2 separate regions of the Sus scrofa genome follow, and region 2 is linked to region 1. Evidence: chromatin contacts called from public HiChIP or PLAC-seq data. All regions are on one chromosome and are shown on one strand. Each heading gives the region's core, a stretch centred on a gene start, on an enhancer-like site or on the middle of the called end of the contact. The rest is flanking DNA. Distances are from core to core; before and after follow the strand shown. Region 1 has its middle 62 kb from the start of IL6. Region 2 has its middle 17 kb from the start of TOMM7.

Region 1 (5,722 bases), core at 250-2,749:
CCGGCATTGTTGGTGACCCAGTAAGTTTGCCATTAAAGGATAAGGTGTGGTTGCCACCCAGTTACGTCATTGTTCATACCAAGAGAACAGCAGGCAAGGAAAGGAGTCAGCATTCCAGCATGAATAACTGACTCTGAAAATCAGGAAGTGATAGGGCTGCTTTTACAACTGGAGAACAAGGAAGACTATATTTGGCACCCAGATATTGGATGTCTCTTATTGGAAAATGGATAAGTACAGCAGCTGCAGCCTATTTTGCACCCCCCAAGTAAGCCACTTGGTGTGTTACCCAGATTTACTACCCCCTTCGGAGCTCAAGCACTTGTTTCCCTCGCCCAATAGGAGTGATGGCCTCTGCAGTTAGCTGCTGAGTCCCTCTCCAGACCTCACTCACTGCTGAAGAGTTTCTTTGCCTAAGATCACACCCCCTTCCTGGGAACAGCACATCCAATGACTGGTCAATGTGGGGACCTAAGACCCACCCCTTTGTCTCAATTCAGGGTAAATCTAAAGGGGTATTGCAGCTGCACAGCCACCCAAGGGCTTAAATTAAACTGTATCACAGTTCACCTCTCCCTCAACCAATCATGCGATCTCCACTTTCCCAAAGGTATTGACCCCAATAACCTTCCTGCATGCAAACTTCCTCTCATAATCTGTGTCCCAAGGAACCTGAGCTGCAATACACGCATTACTGCATTGTCTAATTTGCTTCTCACCATTGCTATGATGTTGTCCTTTCCACTCATATCTTTACTATTATCCCGATCTTACAGGGGAAACTCAAGTTCTAAGAGCTTTGGTAACCTTGAACTCTCCCTTGTTCTAGACCTATACTCTTAACCAGCATAGGTAAGCAAACTCTAATCCTAGTTCTAGAATCAATACCCCCCTGGATGAGACTCTGGGTACAGCCAGTCAAGCACTAACTCTTAGAATGTCTCTTTGCATCGTGGACCTACCTGCAAGTTGCAGAGGAAGGAGGGAAGGATCGTCTGTGACCCAGCTCCCCGCTCCAGGCTCTGTAAGCCGCCCCTCTATTGCTGTGAGTTCCCGGGGTCGTCTCTCATGAGTTTAGAGCTCTCTCTTGTGCTGGTGACTCTGTGCAGAGGAGGTCCCCACCATGGCCAGCTGCTACTCCCAGCCCAGTGGGTCCCAAATTTCAAGGTAACTGGAGCAGCCCACATGCACAGTGATATTGGGCCTAAGAATTCAGTGGTTTACTAGGTCACATGTGGCTGGAAAGTTACATAACTGCAGAGATCACCCAGGTCTGCTTCAGGTCTTTTCTCTCTCCACCCACCAGCTCTCTGTCCCTCTCTTGAGTAGGGCCCTTTCACCCAGCCCCCCACCCCAAGTTCCAAGGTGACAGTACTAGATGGAGGAAATGCTGAATGGGAATGTGGCTAAAACTGTCTCCACTATGACAGAGGGATAGCTTGTCATCTACTTCTGCAACCTCATTCTCAGCTTATTCTCTGAGCAGTATCTTAGACAACATCTGGACTCCCATCAACTTCCCATCAACTTGGCACGTATGCAACGTGCATAAGTAACTAGGAAGGGCAATGGAGCGTGTTTAGTCATTTTGCATAAGAACTTCCCTTGCACAACTTCTATATATAACTCATTTGGCAACCCCCTTTTCTACCCATTAAGGTGCCAGCATCGACCACGTTCTTAGGAGAGCTCACAGTCCTTCCGCCTTGGGCTCCCTGAGGCAATGGAAAGAAAATTCCAGGTATTGCTTTCCCCTACTCCTTATATCCACATCCTTAGCTTGTCTCTTATCATTCTCAGTCAAGGTTCTTCTGCCTAGGAAGGTCTGTCTCCTTCCCTCTACTGACTTGTTCAGCTCATTCCTGCCCTTGTTCTGGTGTCGGGCCATTTTCCACCTTCCTCCTCGCAGGAGGATCTCCTTGACACCTGCAGTATTCTGTATGCACTGCATCCCCCCAAGACACCATCCCTAAGGGACTTTGTCCCACTCCCCACACTCACAAAGCCTTATCAGCATGTGCTTGTACAGATGTTGCACTCAGCTTGGCAGTTTTCAGTGGCGTCTGATCCAGTTTCAGAGTCAGAATACTGTTAACTCTGTCATTTATGGGAATGTGATCCTAGAGAAGTCCCTTAACTTCTCCAAGCTTCACTATCCTCCAAGAGTAAAAGCTATGCAGCAAGTCTGTGGGGAGAACAAACGAGGTGACGTAATGGGAGGTGACTTTAAATGTTCAAGTGTTACACAAGTGTTACTTGATCATTACTGTGTTGTTTCTCCCCAATGCCCTCTGAAGCCACATCTTTTACTTCCTTCCTAACTCTCTCCTGGGTCATACACAGTGCCAAGAACACCCTAGGCTAATATTAAATGCAGAGTTAAGAATGAATAAAAGGAGTTCCCATCGTGACGCAGTGGTTAACACATCCAACTAGGAACCATGAGGTTGCAGGTTTGGTCCCTGCCCTTGCTCAGTGGGTTAAGGATCCCGCGTTGCAGTGAGCTGTGGTGTAGGTTGCAGATGCGGCTCGGATCCCGCGTTGCTGTGGCTCTGGCTTAGGCTGGTGGCTACAGCTCTGGATTCGACCCCAGCCTAGGAACCTCCATATGCCGAGGGAGCGGCCCAAGAAATAGCAAAAAAAAAAAAAAGAATGAATAAAAGAAAACCGACCCCTAGCCTGGAAACTTCCACGTGCCATGGGTGCGGCCCTAAAAAGCAAAAAAGACCAGAAAACCACTTGCCCAACAGGATGAAGGCAGAAGAGTAACCATATTAAATCTTATTGTAGCTATTGTTCCACAGAGTGGATCTAGAACTTGCTATGCACGGAAACACCCTGAGAAGGATTGAAAATTTATTTGCATCCCACCTTGCAAATCTACACTGAGAGGAAGAGGAATAGCATTAAAACACTTCCATTCCTCATTCCAACATGGGGCCAACATTGCTAACAAGGGGCCGGTTAGCCTCTGGAACTCTTGTTAGCCTCTCTCCAAAAGACTGCCACCTTTACACACCCAGCTTTTTATATCCCCCTTAAAAAGATCTTTTTTTTTATCTCCATAGTATGATCAGTTCCTCTTCAACATCTGATGCAACACTTAGTGTTTTCCATTGCTTTCTAGCTGTGTCAGATTTCCCTAGAAGACAGAAATGAAAGTGATGACTAAGAAGATTGCACTTAAAATTCAAATTTTTGACCTACGCATTGATTTCCCCACCCACCCCTCCCATTCCTATCTCCTTGCCTTCTGAAGGGGGAAATTACCATTTTTACAGAGGGTAAAACCTTCAGCATGCAACATTACATGTAGACTTGCAGTCTTAAGCTACAAATTTAGTTCATTTACTTGAAATCATTCAAAGCAGAACCTACTCAGAGAATTCAGACTTCTTTTTCTATGTCTCTGACCATCTTCCAAAGAGACAGAAAGAGCCAGAAATATACCAGTTACAGTCGATTTCCCCTCCATCACTTAGAAACAATTAGGCATTTACCTTATCAACTCCACATCGGCATGTATTCTATATACAGTCTTGCCTACAAGTCGAATTATTGAAAACGCCGCATGTGGAATGCAGAAAGACATTGTGCATGAAAAGAAGAAAAATGAGGCGGGGAATAAATAATAAAATGGAGTGGTTCTTCAGACTATCTCAACAGACACAGAATATTTCCCTCACAGAAACAGGATGAGATTTCTCAATTGGGTTTTTTGTTTTTTAATGACCCAAACTTGAGTAATACAGTCAGTACTTTGATAACTATCTAAGATAATTAAATGGTTATGGTGACGTGTCATTGTGGCCCATTTTCCAATGCAGTCTGTTCCAAATATGCTCACTCTTAAATCAAAATCACCTACAGTTGAGCAAACATCTTATCCCCATTCTCAACCCAAAGGCAAATTCTCTCATCTACCAAGCTAGCAAAAAATAAATCAGTAGCTGGCCCAAACTGTCACTGAGGGACTCTTTCGGAAGGAGGAATGGTACCCCTCTGGTGTTGGTCAGTGCATGTTGCAGGAGCTCTACACTTCCTCAATATATTTATTGAAATCCAGACACTGGAACTAGAAAACTGATCAAAACCACCCCTAAACAGAAGTTCATGCTCTCAGATTGACCAATTAGCAGGTAATTTTTTTATTTTATTTATTTATTTTTAGTCTTTTGTCCAGTTTAGGGCCGTACCAGCGGCATATGGAGATTCCCAGGCTAGGAATCGAATTGGAGCTGTAGGTCCTTGCAAGTTTTTCTTTCCTTTTTCTTTTTTCAGCTGCCCCTTGGCATATGGATGTTCCTAGGCCAGTGATCGAATCCAAGCCAGGGCTGCAACCTACAGCACAGTTGCAGCAACACTGGCTCTTTAACCCTAACCCACTGCGTCAGGCCGGGGATGGAACGGTTGCCTCTACAGAGACAAAGCTGGATCATGAACCCACTACACCACAGTGGGAACTCTAGCCCTTGCAAGCTTTACTGCAGCTCACTTTGTTCCTTCCAAACATGAGGACTCAGAAATGACTCCATTGTTGTGACGGGGTGCGGGTAGGGTGGGGATCTGCCACCGGAGCAGAGGAAATCACCATCGCTTCCTCAGAATCCCCTTCTCCCCCCTACTAAGCCTAAGAGCTTTGATGTGGGGCCAAGCCCTTCTCTCCTTCCACATCCTCATCTCTCCCAGCTAGTTCTTCACTTTACCTCCCTCTGACTTCTGGCTGGCAGCCCAGCCAGTTTGCCAGAAAGCCCAGAGGCACCTCGTTCCTGACAGAGGACACAGCTGAGGCTAGAGCTGGGGCCCCTGCTCCATCATTTCTCTCTACTTTAATCACAAATGAGAAAGTAAATCTCCAAACATCATTTCCAGTACCAGAAACCGTTAACAATAGATGCCTCCGGAGGGGGGAACAGAGCAGCTGAGGTAGAGGGCAGAAGGAGATTAATTTATACATACATTCCTCAGTAGTTGTGAGGCTTATCCTGTGCTTTGGGATTGCCTATCCAAGGAGTGCAATTTTCTAGACAATTACTTTAGAAAGAAAAGTAATTTTTTTTTGAAACCCAGAGCTTTCAGAATATTTTCTAGAATGCAATACTTTCCTTTGTTCTCAAATGGCTTAATAATCATATAGGTAAAAAGTCAGTAGGTTAAAAAAAAAAAAAAAAAAAGGCGAAGAGTGCTTAAGAAGACAAACGTCATACACGAAACCCATTGCAAGACCTTAATTAAGTTTCTTAACCTCTCTGTGCCTCAGTTACCACATTTGTAAACTGGGGGTATGTACGGCACTTATGTCACAGACATTGTGGGATGAAATGACCTACTGCATATGAAGCATTCAGTGTCTACCAGATAGTAAATACTGTATCATCGACAGGAAACAATCATTATCCTTAGAGGTGGCTGCTCACCTCTGTCACCTACTACAGAGAATGGTAAGAGAAAAAGTTCCAGGTAACTACAACATGCCTCTGAGAAGGACAACACATAGATGATTTAAAATGAAATGTAAGTGCTTTCGAAACTTCTGTCACACTTTGCTTAGTGTCTCCAGCCTGCTGGAGAAAAACTTCAAGTGTGCCAACTGTGGGACACAGTATAAGACCTGAGTCAGGGACCTGGGTGCAAGCTGTTGTTTCTCCACTAACCTGCTGTGTGACTTGGGCAAACTGCAAGGTCTCCTGTCTTAGTTTCTTCACAGGAGTGTCACAGGGCC
Region 2 (5,953 bases), core at 3,269-5,768, 120 kb after region 1:
GTTGCGGGTTCAATCCCTGGCCTCACTCAGTGGGTTAAGGATCTGGCATTGCCGTGACCTGTGGTGTAGGTTGCAGATGCAGCTTGAATGTTTTGCTGCTGTGGCTGTGCTGTAGGCCAGTGGCTACAGCTCAGATTAGACCCCTAGCCTGGAAACCTCCAGATGCTGTGGGTGCGGCCCCATTAAAAAAAAAAAGAATTCAAGTAGACATCCAATAACTGAAAAGTTCAATATCAGAAATTAAGAATTTATCAGATGGGTTAATAGAGCAATAGAAAATACAGTTAATGAATTTGAAGATAGGCCAATAAAATATATCTAAACTGAAGCACAGGAAGACAAAAAATAATAGAAAAAATAAGTCATCTAAAAATACATTTTTGGAGAGATACTCTCTTATTTGCCTCTCTTTTTCTTCTCCTTTTTCCCAAACAAATTATTTTTCTAATAAGAGAAAAAGGTGGGTAAGGATGGAATTTGAAATAATACTTACCTGGTAAGAAACATCCACATAATAAAGACAGTCTCAGACTGAACAATGGTTTGATTTAACAAATTTTTTTTTTTACTTTACAATGGTGTAAAAACAAGACGCGTTCAGTAAAAACCAAATTTAGAATTCCGAATTTTAATCTTTTCTTGGGCGAGTGAAATGTGGTATGATGCTGGACAGCAGAAGCAAGCTGCAGCTCCTAGTCAGCTGTACCATTATGAAGATAAACAGCTAATATACTTACAACCATCCTGTACCCACACAACCATTCTGTTGTTCACTCTCAGCACCACATTCAACAAATTGCATGAAATATTCAACTTTTTATTATAAAATAGGTTGTGCCCAACTGTAGGCTAATGTAAATGTTCTGAACACATTTAAAGTAAGCCCGGCTAAGCTACGATGTTTGCTAACAAATGCATTTTTAACTTCTTTTCCACATATGATGGTTTATTAGGGTGGTGAAGACAGTCTTTCATTAGGAATTAGTCTTGGCCACAAATATTAAGCAGAAAACTTGTATGGACAATTCAAATCTCCCCCTTTCAAGGTCCCTACTCTGTCCACATCCAGAGTCCAGAAGCCAAACCACTGCGCTTTTCTTTAACAAGTTCAAGACCTCTACTGAACTGTCTGCTCTCCCAAAATTTGGTCTCAGACCCTCCAAAGAAAAGGTGCTCACCCTGTGTCTCATCCCCTCAAGTTGTGCATATTAAGCAAGTGAATATGCTAATTAACAATGCAATTTATCTGTTAGCCCTTATAGATTATCATTCAACATGATAATCCTGGCAATACAATAAATACTGCACAGGAGTAAATTACTGAAGTTGGAATTTGGTACTCTAAGACATGCCAGTGAAGGATAGAATATAGGAACTTTATTTTAAATAATAAAATGAGGAGGAAGAGGATGATAATAAAACGACAGTAACACCTCTACTACTTGCTCTGATTACATATAAACTCTTGAGCCTCTTGGCATTTAAACAATTCATTAATATCAGAAAAAATGTAAATGCATAATCTTTGGTGTTTTATTTACCTTCCTTCAATCCATTACTCAGAAGACCCAAAAGTAAAAGAAAAAAAATTAAATTTTGGAGAATGGCCCTGTTAAAATATATTCAATATTAAAATATATCACAGAGGAAGGAGTTCTTCAAGATACTATGTACACACTGTCATAGAATCTATAATAATAAATTTGAACAAAGCATTTCCCAAACTGTTTTATTCTAGTTCCAATAAAATGCACTTGTAGCTTATCTATAATTAGTTTGCAACTAAATATTAGTAGCTCTCTATTGTTTATCAAGAGTAGCTCTCCACTGTCTATAAGAAGACATCCAAGCTCTTTCTTCTAATGTTCCAGACCCCTATCATCTGTTTCCATCTAATTTAGCCCCATCTACAGTGGCTACAGCCCTCATCTACAGTTCTCCTCACATCAGAAAAGTACCTTTTTCTTGCACATGTTCCTCACTAAAAATGAATCCAATGATGAATTTTATAGAAACTCTTCTCAGATCCTTGGTCTTTAGCTGTATGAGCACAGGGTGAGCGAGATACCATGAAACCCAGCACAGAACAGTTTCTGGGAGCGTAGAAAACTGAGATGAGCAGATATGCCAGAGATGGCACAAAAATGGATTTTTTGGTAGGCAACTAACATTTTATGCCATTTCTACTTCTTTGCTTACCAAATATGGTGATCCCACTATGTGCCATGCACTATTCTTGGTGTTAGGGATATAGCGATGAACAAATCAACCAGGTTCTTGCGCTTCTGGTAAGAAAGCCAGAAAAAGGGGGCAGGAATAGGAATAGTGAGGAAGAATTAATGGGCATTAGTTGAGGTCCCAAGGCAAGAGAGGACATGACTCCAAGAAACTAATGTGATCCTTTTGGAATTTATTACTTAAACTTCTTATTTCACTTCACCCACACCTTTTCTAGTTGATCCTATCTATACTAGATAAGATCTAGTTGATCTTATCTCCTTTCTGGAACCTGAAGGCAGGGTAGTAAATAAGATCATTAAGAGAAGTGGAGGTCAGAAAAATGAGAAACTGCCTTAGTTATAAATTACAAATGGAACAAAATATTAAAATATAAACCAAAATGTAACAAAAGAAAGATGTGGCATAGATATACAAAGGAATACTACTCAGCCAAAAAAAGAACAAAATTTTGTCATTTGCAGCAACATGGATGGACTTAGAGGGCACAATGCTAAGGGAAGTAAGTCAGACAAAAACAAACACTGTGTGATATCACTTATGGGTGGAATCTAAAACATACAACAAACTAGTGAATATAACAAAAAATAAGTAGACTGACAGACTTAGAGAACAAACTTAGTGGTTACCAGTTGTGGGGAAGGGGTGGGAAGGTAAGAAGTACAAACTATTGGATGCAAAATAGGATACAAGGATGCATTTCACAATGCATGAAATATACTCAATGCTTTGTAATAAACTGAAAATAGAGTATAACCTTTTAAAATTGTATAAAGATAAAAATTTTTAATTTTTAAATTCAAAATGTTTTCTAACAAGTAAACAAGCAAATAAGTAAATATCAAAAATATATATACCAAAGGAAAGCTTGGGAAAAGATTTTTTTCCAATCTCAAGATAGAAAAAGACTTTGATACAATTCAAAAGGTTTTTTTTTTTTTTTTTTTTTTGCTTTTTAGGGCCCCCCATGCAGCATATGGAAGTTCCCAGGCTAGGGGTCGAATCAGAGCTACAGCTGCCAGCCTATGCCACAGCCACATGTCACATGGGATCTGAGCCGCATCTGTGACCTCACCACAGCTCACGGCAACTCCAGATCCTTAACCCACTGAGCGAGGCCAGGGATCAAGCCTGCGTCCTCATAGATACTAGTTGGGTTCGTTAACCACTGAGCCATGAAGAGAACTCCTCAAAAGGCATTTTTAAAAGTCAATAATTTGATTCATAAAACTCAAAACATCTGCATGGCAAAGATGGTCATAAACAAAGTCAAATGACAAATAAAAAATTGGGGGGAAATGTCTATAATTAATATCACAGGTAAAACCTCCTTAAAATACAAAGTACCTATAAGTCAATATGGAAAAGATCAATACTGCAACAGAAAAAAATGGGCTAAAGGAAACACAAATGGTGCTTTAAAATGTGAAAAAAAGACAAAAAACAATGCTGTACCTCACTCATAAAATGCTAATTTAAACTACAATACATTGTATTTTTATCTGTTTGGAAAGACCAGAAAATTTGATAACAAAGAAGCCACTGAAAGTGTGAACAAACAGAACTTCTCATAGAATCTTGAGAAACCTGGATTCCTAACATCACACCACTCAACCATTCCTAGTATATATGGCTTTATCCTCCTGGTCCACAAACAGCTGTGATCCAGTTATTTCAGATCCAAGAAACACACTTCCCAGAAGTATCACACAACATTTCTTATATCTCAATTATCAACTTATTACTCATAGAGCCACACCTAAATTTCAAGGAGTCTGAGAGCCTTTAACTTAGCCGTAATGTAAGCAAATATCACAATTAGAGAAATAAAACTGACGTTTGATAAGCGACAATATTCTGACATGTCTTCTTCTTTGCTGACCAAATATTCACACACACTAATTCTCATACCCAGAACACAATCAATTACTCCCAGGGAGTCTTATCTAGATATTGCATCCATGGCAAAGTTAGGGAATTCTGGGAAATGTGCACCTCCCATCTGGACTGGATGGCTCTCCAAGGTCCAACAATTCAGTACAAATTAACCGCCCTCAACCTACCCATTATACAAAGGTGGAATAACCTCATTGAAACAGCCATTCAGAAAAGGGAAGGGAAGAAAACCTGCAGTGGTCACGAGTCTGCGGCAATATAAAACTCCACGGAACCGAAACAGACACTTCCTTTCCTGTAAATATTTGGGGCCTTCAGTTCTGCTTTCCAGGAAACTCCTCCTGGACCTCTAATTTTGATCTCTGGGAGCTTCTTTTTGTCCACAGCCTCAACTTCAGTGGGCATTAGGGAACACCAGGGAGCTGTTGACATTTCTTCACTCACTTCCTGTTAGTGGCAGTTTTCTTCAGAAAAAAAAAAAAAAAAATGTATTTTTCCTCCTGTCTCCGTGCCCTTTTTCTTACTTCCTCTTCTGGACTGTCCTTGATAGAAGAGGAAAGAAAGGGCTGCAGTAAAACTCTCCTCATCCCAGTTATCAGTAAAATTCTAAAACTATTATTATTTTTAACTTTTAGTATCTTTGCTTATGGGAAAGAGAACATCAACTCAAACTTCCCTGCAGTTTATCTATGTCGACCTCTAAAAAATTTTTCCACATTTAATTCAAAAATATTTGTCGAGCACCTACCAAGTGCAACACACTAAGGATCCCAGGTTCGAGTAGATCCTGGTCCCCATCTTGGCGTGGTGGTTACAGGGTATACATGACTGGCAGCACTCATCAAACTGTATACATAGATCTGCTCATTTCACTGTTCGTAAAATAGACCTCGATGGAAATGTAGGCTATTCAAGAAAAGACCATAAAATGTTTTTTGTTTTTGCCTTTTTAGGACTGCACCTGCGACATATGGAAGTTCCTGGGCTAAGGCTCGAATTGGAGTTGCAGCTGCCAGCCTATGCCACAGCCACAGCCACGTCAGATCCAAGCCACATGTGCAACCTACACCAGTTCATGCCAACGCTGGATCCTTAACCCACTGAGCGAGGCCAGGAATTGAACCCACATCCTGATGGATACCAGTCGGGTTCGTTACCACTGAGCCACGACAGCAACTCCACAAACAAACAAAAAAATGTTTAGAGTTTCCTATAGCTGGCATAATAATTTCAAATAAGTTAAACTTACGTAAATTTGACTACTCCCTGTGCTATCATATATAGGGCTGTGGATTACAGATAAAAGTAGATGTGCCCTCTCTATGGAACTTGAAGTGTTAATATTTTGTAGTTGCTGTAATTGTCTATTATACCATTTCATCAGTTGTTTTAAGTTACTTTTAAATGTGGCATCTATCAGTAATAACATACTAAGCTTCTAGTGAGCAGACATAGGTTCAAACTCAAGTTTTCTCTGTGATTTGGAAAAAATGACCCAGGCCTGTTTCATCTGCAAAATGGAGATTAGGTCCTACTTCACAGCATTGTTGTGGTGATTAAATGAAAAAAGTGCCAAGTCAGAGTAAACATTCCCGTTCCCACATCATCTCTTTCCAACATCTTTTATTCAGGATTTATTACCAATTATCACTAATGAAGAGAAAAATACTGGCCCTATACAACGATTCCTTTTATAAAAGTTTCCAGTTCTCAAAGCATTTTACACTTAACACATACAACCCCATAATTCATTCATTCATTCATTCATTCTTCTTGGACATCTTCTATATATCAGGACCTGTACTAGCCTCTAAAAATA

The links. HiChIP or PLAC-seq counts read pairs in DNA pulled down with a chosen protein or histone mark.
Region 2: a contact with region 1 is called in an H3K27ac HiChIP or PLAC-seq map of alveolar macrophages. The contact joins two enhancer-like sites. A contact is called at or near these places in 1 of 5 promoter capture datasets (fetal skeletal muscle) and 1 of 2 datasets of contacts at active chromatin or transcription factors (alveolar macrophages).

Annotation. Positions count from the first base shown.
Region 1 is chr9:91,441,307-91,447,028 of Sscrofa11.1, forward strand. No RefSeq gene overlaps it. Among named protein-coding and RNA genes, the nearest start is that of IL6, 62 kb to the right of the region's middle. Within about 2 kb of position 1,500, at least 9 of the 83 cell types and tissues checked have an H3K27ac peak or open chromatin away from gene starts, as enhancers often do. A contact at or near this core is called in alveolar macrophages, where this site is marked.
Region 2 is chr9:91,558,908-91,564,860 of Sscrofa11.1, forward strand. No RefSeq gene overlaps it. Among named protein-coding and RNA genes, the nearest start is that of TOMM7, 17 kb to the right of the region's middle. Within about 2 kb of position 4,519, at least 2 of the 83 cell types and tissues checked have an H3K27ac peak or open chromatin away from gene starts, as enhancers often do. A contact at or near this core is called in alveolar macrophages, where this site is marked.